Regions from separate parts of the Oryctolagus cuniculus genome. Here region 1 is linked to region 2. Evidence: chromatin contacts called from public Micro-C data. All regions are on one chromosome and are shown on one strand. The core of a region is the stretch at or near the end of the contact, and the rest is flanking DNA. Distances in the headings are between cores, read along the strand shown. Region 1 holds the start of PHTF1 (putative homeodomain transcription factor 1). Region 2 holds the start of DCLRE1B (DNA cross-link repair 1B).

Evidence for each region. Hi-C and Micro-C count contacts between places; a contact is called where the count stands out from the background.
Region 1: a contact with region 2 is called in a Micro-C map of ear pinna, with 4 times the contacts expected there. The contact joins the promoter of PHTF1 here to the promoter of DCLRE1B in region 2. A contact is called at or near these places in 2 of 6 Hi-C or Micro-C datasets (ear pinna and psoas muscle).

Annotation. Positions count from the first base shown.
Region 1 is chr7:56,625,381-56,628,306 of mOryCun1.1, forward strand. It overlaps PHTF1 (putative homeodomain transcription factor 1), which reads left to right and starts at 1,367. Exons shown (of 19, transcript XM_070077843.1): 1 at 1,367-1,505; 2 at 1,782-1,856; 3 at 2,447-2,503. The coding sequence starts at 1,812.
Region 2 is chr7:56,466,377-56,469,396 of mOryCun1.1, forward strand. DCLRE1B (DNA cross-link repair 1B) reads right to left here and starts at 1,623. Exons shown (of 3, transcript XM_051856148.2): 1 at 1,121-1,623; 2 at 1-137. The coding sequence starts at 114. AP4B1 (adaptor related protein complex 4 subunit beta 1) reads left to right here and starts at 1,770. Exons shown (of 11, transcript XM_008264641.4): 1 at 1,770-1,903; 2 at 2,036-2,223. The coding sequence starts at 2,111.

The DNA.
Region 1 (2,926 bases), core at 117-2,616, 160 kb after region 2:
GCCTTTTGCTTTATTAACTTTCCTTAATACTAGCCTATCCTCAAGTATTCAATTCTGGGCGCAACTCTTCCTTTCTCCTTTTACCAGCCTGCTTGTATTCCTTTTTTTATTTTTATTTTTTGACAGAGTGGACAGAGAGAGAAAGGTCTTCCTTTGCCGTTGGTTCAACCTCCAATGGCCGCCGTGGCCAGCGGGCTGCGGCCAGCGCCCCGCGCTGATCCGATGGCAGGAGCCAGGTGCTTCTCCTGGTCTCCCATGGGGTGCGGGGCCCAAGCACTTGGGCCATCCTCCACTGCACTCCCTGGCCACAGCAGAGAGCTGGCCTGGAAGAGGGGCAACCGGGACAGAATCCGGCGCCCCAACCAGGACTAGAACCCGCTGTGCCGGCGCCGCAAGGCGGAGGATTAGCCTAGTGAGCCACGGCGCCGGCTTGAATTCCTTTTTAAAAAATGTTTTGGCCCATGATATTTGTGCTTCCTGGGCGGGGGCCTTGCTTGCGCTCAACCTGGACGCCGTTGCCGCGCCACCTCCCTTTACTCTAATTTGAGAAGTCTGTGCGCCCACGGGCCTCAGCTGTGGTCGTCCTCTTCCCTCACCCTCCAGCACCGGAGGAGTGCCGGGGCCGCCGCCTGCGGCCCCTGCCAGACCTCTGGGTCCGGCCAGCGTGAGCTCAAACATCCCTTCCTCCAGCCAACGCCGAGAACCTTATCCGCGCTCGTTGCCGGGCCCCACGGCCCGCTGGCGCAGGGCAGGCTTTCAGCCAGGAAATCAAGTGCTACGAAGGGCCGGACCCGGGACTGTTAGGCTAGCAGGCCCGACCGCCTACAGGTCCACGGTGGCAAGGCCGTTTCTGAGGAGGCGACTTGGAGGCCGAGCCCCGAAAGGGTGCTGCGGGGACCCTGCTCGCGGCCCCCAGTCGCGGCGCCTCTCAGTCCCCTGGCCGGGCCGAGCTCGGCGGAAAGGTCCGGGCCAGGGGCGGAGCCAGCTGGGCTGCGAGAGCCGGAAAGCGGAAGCCGAGTCCCGCGGCCCCGCGGCCGGCCCCGCTGCGGCAGCCAGCTCTGCGCCGGCTGAGTCACGGCCGGCCGGGCCCCGGAGCCCGAGCGCCGCCGTCCCGCCTACCCCGGGGCCCTGGGGCCCCTGCACCTGTGTCTTCCAGCCGGGCCCAAAGCCTTCTGCCGTTGCCGTAGCGACTGGCGGCCTAGCGAAGCTCCCCTTCACTTTTTAGCCCTTTCATCCCCCGGTTCAGTCAGTGCTCCTTGTCTGGTCAGCCCGGCGGCGCCGTGTCGGAGGCGGCAGACTGCCCTCCTCTGGGCGCTGGGCGGCGGACTGCCTGCGAGCCCCGGGCGGCCGCCGCGGTCTCCATGGTAACGGCGCCGCCGGCGTCGCCGCCTCGGGGGGAAGATGCGGCCTGCAGGGCCGGCAGCCTCGCCGCGGGCCTCACGGCCGGGCGGGGGCCGCTGAGGAGGAAGGTCCGGGCCGCCGGCCTGCGGGGCGGCGGGCGCCAGGTGAGAGGCGGCCGCCGGGCCGCGGAGGGGCGGCGAGGCCTGCTCCAGCGCCGTCCCCTGCCCTCCCCCTCGCCTGCCTCCTAAACACCCTCGCACCGACCATTGCAGAGGCTTCTTCGGTCGCCACTGCGCCAGTATTTTTTTTTTTTTTTTTTTTTTTGTCGCTGGCGAACAGCCGGAGAAAGAGATAGTCAGCAGCTCATGGAGAGGCTGAGAGGAGTCGGGAGAGTAGCCTTCAGCGACTGGCCTCACCCGCTGGTTTTCCTTCGTTTTCAGTGAAATCCCATTTTCTGGCTGGAGTCACAGATGGCCTCAAATGAGAGAGATGCTATATCGTGGTACCAAAAGAAGGTAATATCGGTATATATATATTGTTTATTTGTAAAGCGTATTTCCTGCAAAAAAAAAAAAAAAAAAAAAAAAAGCTCCGCCAACGAGTATCGTGTTAGGAGTTTGCAAATGCCAGGACTCATATGTGATGTCTCAACATCAATGGAAAGAGGGATGTGCAGGGTCATTATGGCTTCTGACGCCGGTTTTGGGGCCCGCAGTAAGATTTTCGGGGACCCTTTGTCCAGCTTGCATCCACCAGCCACGGACATTTGCTTCTGATCAAACTTTTTCTTCCAAAGACGCGAATCGCTGATCTACGCCGCTCAGCTTGGGGTGCTCTGGTTTTCCCTGAGAAGTGGAAACCTCTTTTATGTTAATATGAACTTGCAATATTTTGAGTGATACTTTTTAGCTTACTTTTGGATCTAGCTATTGTAGAGTTTTGAAGGAAACAGCCCTTACAAGGGTTTAATTTATTTTAAATCGGAGAAGCACCAACATTTTCCAGTCATCACCTGGGTACTTAATAGGTTCGTGACTTTTGTGAAGCTTGACTGAAATATAAGGATTTCTTCTGCATTGTTTAAATAGCCTGCTCCCTGTTTCAGATTGGAGCATATGATCAGCAGATATGGGAAAAGTCAATCGAACAGACTCAGATTAAGGTAAATTGATTTGTCTGATTCTAGTTTTGTTTTGCTGTGTTAATATGAAGAGTGGGTTATACTTTTTTTTTAATTGTACTTTTTTCCACCAAGTATGGCATTGTTTAGTTTTTGGGGTTTATAAGGATAACAATAGTACAAGCATAATGGTAAATGACATCTGGCCACAGCATTGGGAAACGGAAGGGGTGGGCCTATGAAGTAGACAGCGAGTGGCCTGTGTAGATGGGGCAGTGATTAAACTTAGCTCTGGTCAGTTTTTACCATATAGCAAGTATTGGGCCGACTATTGGCAGAGGTTCAGAATTTTCAAGAGAAACTGGAAATAAATGTGAAATATCCAGACTCTAATAGGTGTTGATTGTCTTTTTCTTCCCTTGCCTCCCCTCCTTCTGTTCCTTATCACTGTGCAGCTCGAATAGA
Region 2 (3,020 bases), core at 373-2,872:
CTGATGGGCAGCTTCTTGTCGGGTGGGAAGAACCAGGGCTGGGTTGCAGTTGGTGTTGTCTAGGTATAAAGTATGGATCTGTTTGCCCGATGACAGAGGAGGCTCCCTTAGCATAGATGGTGTATATCGAAAATCACCTAGAAGAACACATGTGGGGGCAGAGGGTCAGAAAGCAAGGACTAGAAGAGAAGCCTCTCCCACCTCAAGCACAGATGGGCATGTTCTTACTATTCTGAGTGCTGTGCAACATAGCTGCTTTGTGGAAATGTCTCCATCCCCGCCCTGCTCAAGAAATGTAGCATCGAGGCTGGGAAGATGGAAGGGACCCCTCTGGAGGCCCACCTGTGTAGAGGATGGTTCCAAAGTATCCTTCGAAGAGAAACATGACAGAACCAGGGCAGTGATGGGCATCCAAGAGGGTTACAGTCATGGTCTCTCGTCCAATTTCATCGAGCGGCAGCACGTGGCTCTCACCGACCTCTAGGGCTCGGATCCACTTCTTGGACACCTGGGGGAGCAACAGGGCATCCCTGGGACTATCCCGTATACAAACCAAGGAAAGCTGACAGAATCCTGAGTCACCCTGGGGCAGAAGCCGGGCTGAGGATTCCCAAGCATCCACCCATCCTCCTCCCGTTCCCCACCCTGCCCTTCAGACAACTTCCAAGCATTCAGAAAACAATCCAGTCAAGGATTCTCAGATTTTCTCCAGGTCCTAATAATCCCTTGAGGCAACTGTTAAAAAAAAAAAATTCCAGCCAGATTTTTAGGATCCACACCAACCTACTGAATCAGATCGGGGGGCGTGGGAGGGGGCTGGACGATGTCTATTTCCCCAGCCTAGGTGGATTAAGATAAGACACGTTTAGGAAACATGGGCCTAGTTTATGGGAAAAGGTAGGGATAATTTCTGTGGGTGGGCTGAAAGGTTTCCCCAACTAAAATACTCAAATCGGTGAGTTGGAAGCCACGCTCGGCTGGATTCAAACTACTCCACATTTGTCAAAATCAGCCGTCCGGGGGGCCCACTCTGATTCCCAAGGCTGTGACAGGTCAGAATTCCCCACCCGGACGCCAGGACCAGCTCTGCGGAGGCCGACTCCGGTCCCCTGCCCCGTACCTGTCGCTGACGATGCAAGAGGTGGGCAGTGATTGGGGAGCAGTAGAGGGGCCGGGCCCAGGTGCTGGACAGGCCGACCGTGTGGTCCGAGTGCATGTGGGATAAAAAGAAAAGCCGCGCGCTACCAGCCCGGCGCAGGCTCCAGAAGTCCACAGCAATGGGCGTGTGCGGGATCAGGACCCCGTTCATGGTGGCGGGGCTCGAGTCACCGGTGGGGTCTTCCTGGGAACTGCGTTCCAGCGCCAGGCTTCCACCACGGCGCCTCAGACGTCATGCTGGGGCAGGAACTGGGCCACGGGCCCTAAGGGAAAAGTCAGCTCAGTAGAGAAGGCGCTAGAGTGGGCACCGTCGGAGCCAGGACGCAAACCGCGGAAGACGCGGCACAGAGAGCCACTCCTTCCCGCGCGGGAGCCCAGGGCCGGCCCCAGCACTCAAAGCGCGCGCTGCAGGGAGGAGACAGGCCGAAGCAGCCGATTTCCGATGGCCCGCCGCAGCTCCACCAGAGGTAGCCTCGCGGCTGCGCTGAAAGGTGAGAGGTTGGGGGAAGGGCATCCCTAAGGTCGGGATCGCCACCGCGCTCGGCGCTCGCAGGGAGAGGCAACTGCTAGAGGAGGGCCCTCCGCGAGGGGGCGGGACTTCCGCCGACAGCGCGATTGGGCCTATCGGAGCCGGCAAGAAAGGCTGGAACTGGAGAGGGCGGGGTTGTCCGCGGCGGGGTTGCAAATAGGACGCGGGGCCTAGAGGTAGCGGGTGTGATTTGTAGGCGGAGCGATCGGCCTGCAGGTGCGGGGTGAGGTCTGAAGGGCCCGGGGCGGAGGGAGGGAGCTCCCCAGGGTGCGAGGCTCCCAGGACTCGGGCTCCGGCTCCGGGGTGGGGTGGGGTGTCTTCTCCCTGACCGACGTTTCCTTCGTTCAGGCTCCGCATCAGGACCTGAAGGCGTCCACGCTTTGCCGGGGCGCGGTGGGAAGTGGCCCGAGACTGTTGGCGAGGATGCCTTACTTAGGCTCGGAGGACGTGGTGAAGGAGCTGAAGAAGGCTCTGTGTAACCCTCACATTCAGGCTGATAGGCTGCGCTACCGGAACGTCATCCAGCGAGTGATTAGGTACCGCCCACTGCCCCCCAGCCCCTGGGAAGGAGTGCACGCCGTCACCCGCGGCGGTTGTGCGGTGGGGGTTTCCTCCTGCTTCTCAGGAGCGTGCTGGTGGGAGAGCCCCGGGCTCAGGCTGTAACAGGCACACTGAACCGCCGACTTCCGGATCTGGGATAATGTTTAGCACAGACCTCCTTTTGTTGCTTCAGATGCCCTTGTCCTACTGCCTGCCTGGCATTTCCACCAGGATAGTTCATCAAAGGTTTGCCCAAAAGAGCACCAAGGTCCTTCCCCCAGCCCCGAACCTGCTCTTCCGCTTGTGTCTGTGTCAATGAGGGACGCCAGCCGGCCGTCTGTATGAGTCAACCTTGGCACCTGAGCCTCACTTCTCTTGTCAGCTGGGATGATCTCACAGTTCTAAACATCCAGCCTCTCCGCGTCTCTCTCTCTTATTGGCACTGCTGGTGTTCTGGTTCAGGCCTTCATTACCAAAGCCAATTGCAATAGCTAACTAGTAGGTCACCTTGCCCCATTTAAGTCAGAATGTTTCCACTGTAACAAATCTGAACACATAATTCATGCCTACAGCTGTGGTTCACAGAATTTACTATGCACAAAAGCCCCCTCGGATGCCTTTTTAAAAATATATGTATTTTGGCCGGCGCGCGGCTCACTAGGCTAATCCTCCACCTTGCGGTGCCGGCACACAGGGTTCTAGTCCTGGTCGGGGCGCCGGATTCTGTCCCGGTTGCCCCTCTTCCAGGCCAGCTCTCTGCTGTGGCCAGGGAGTGCAGTGGAGGATGGCCCAA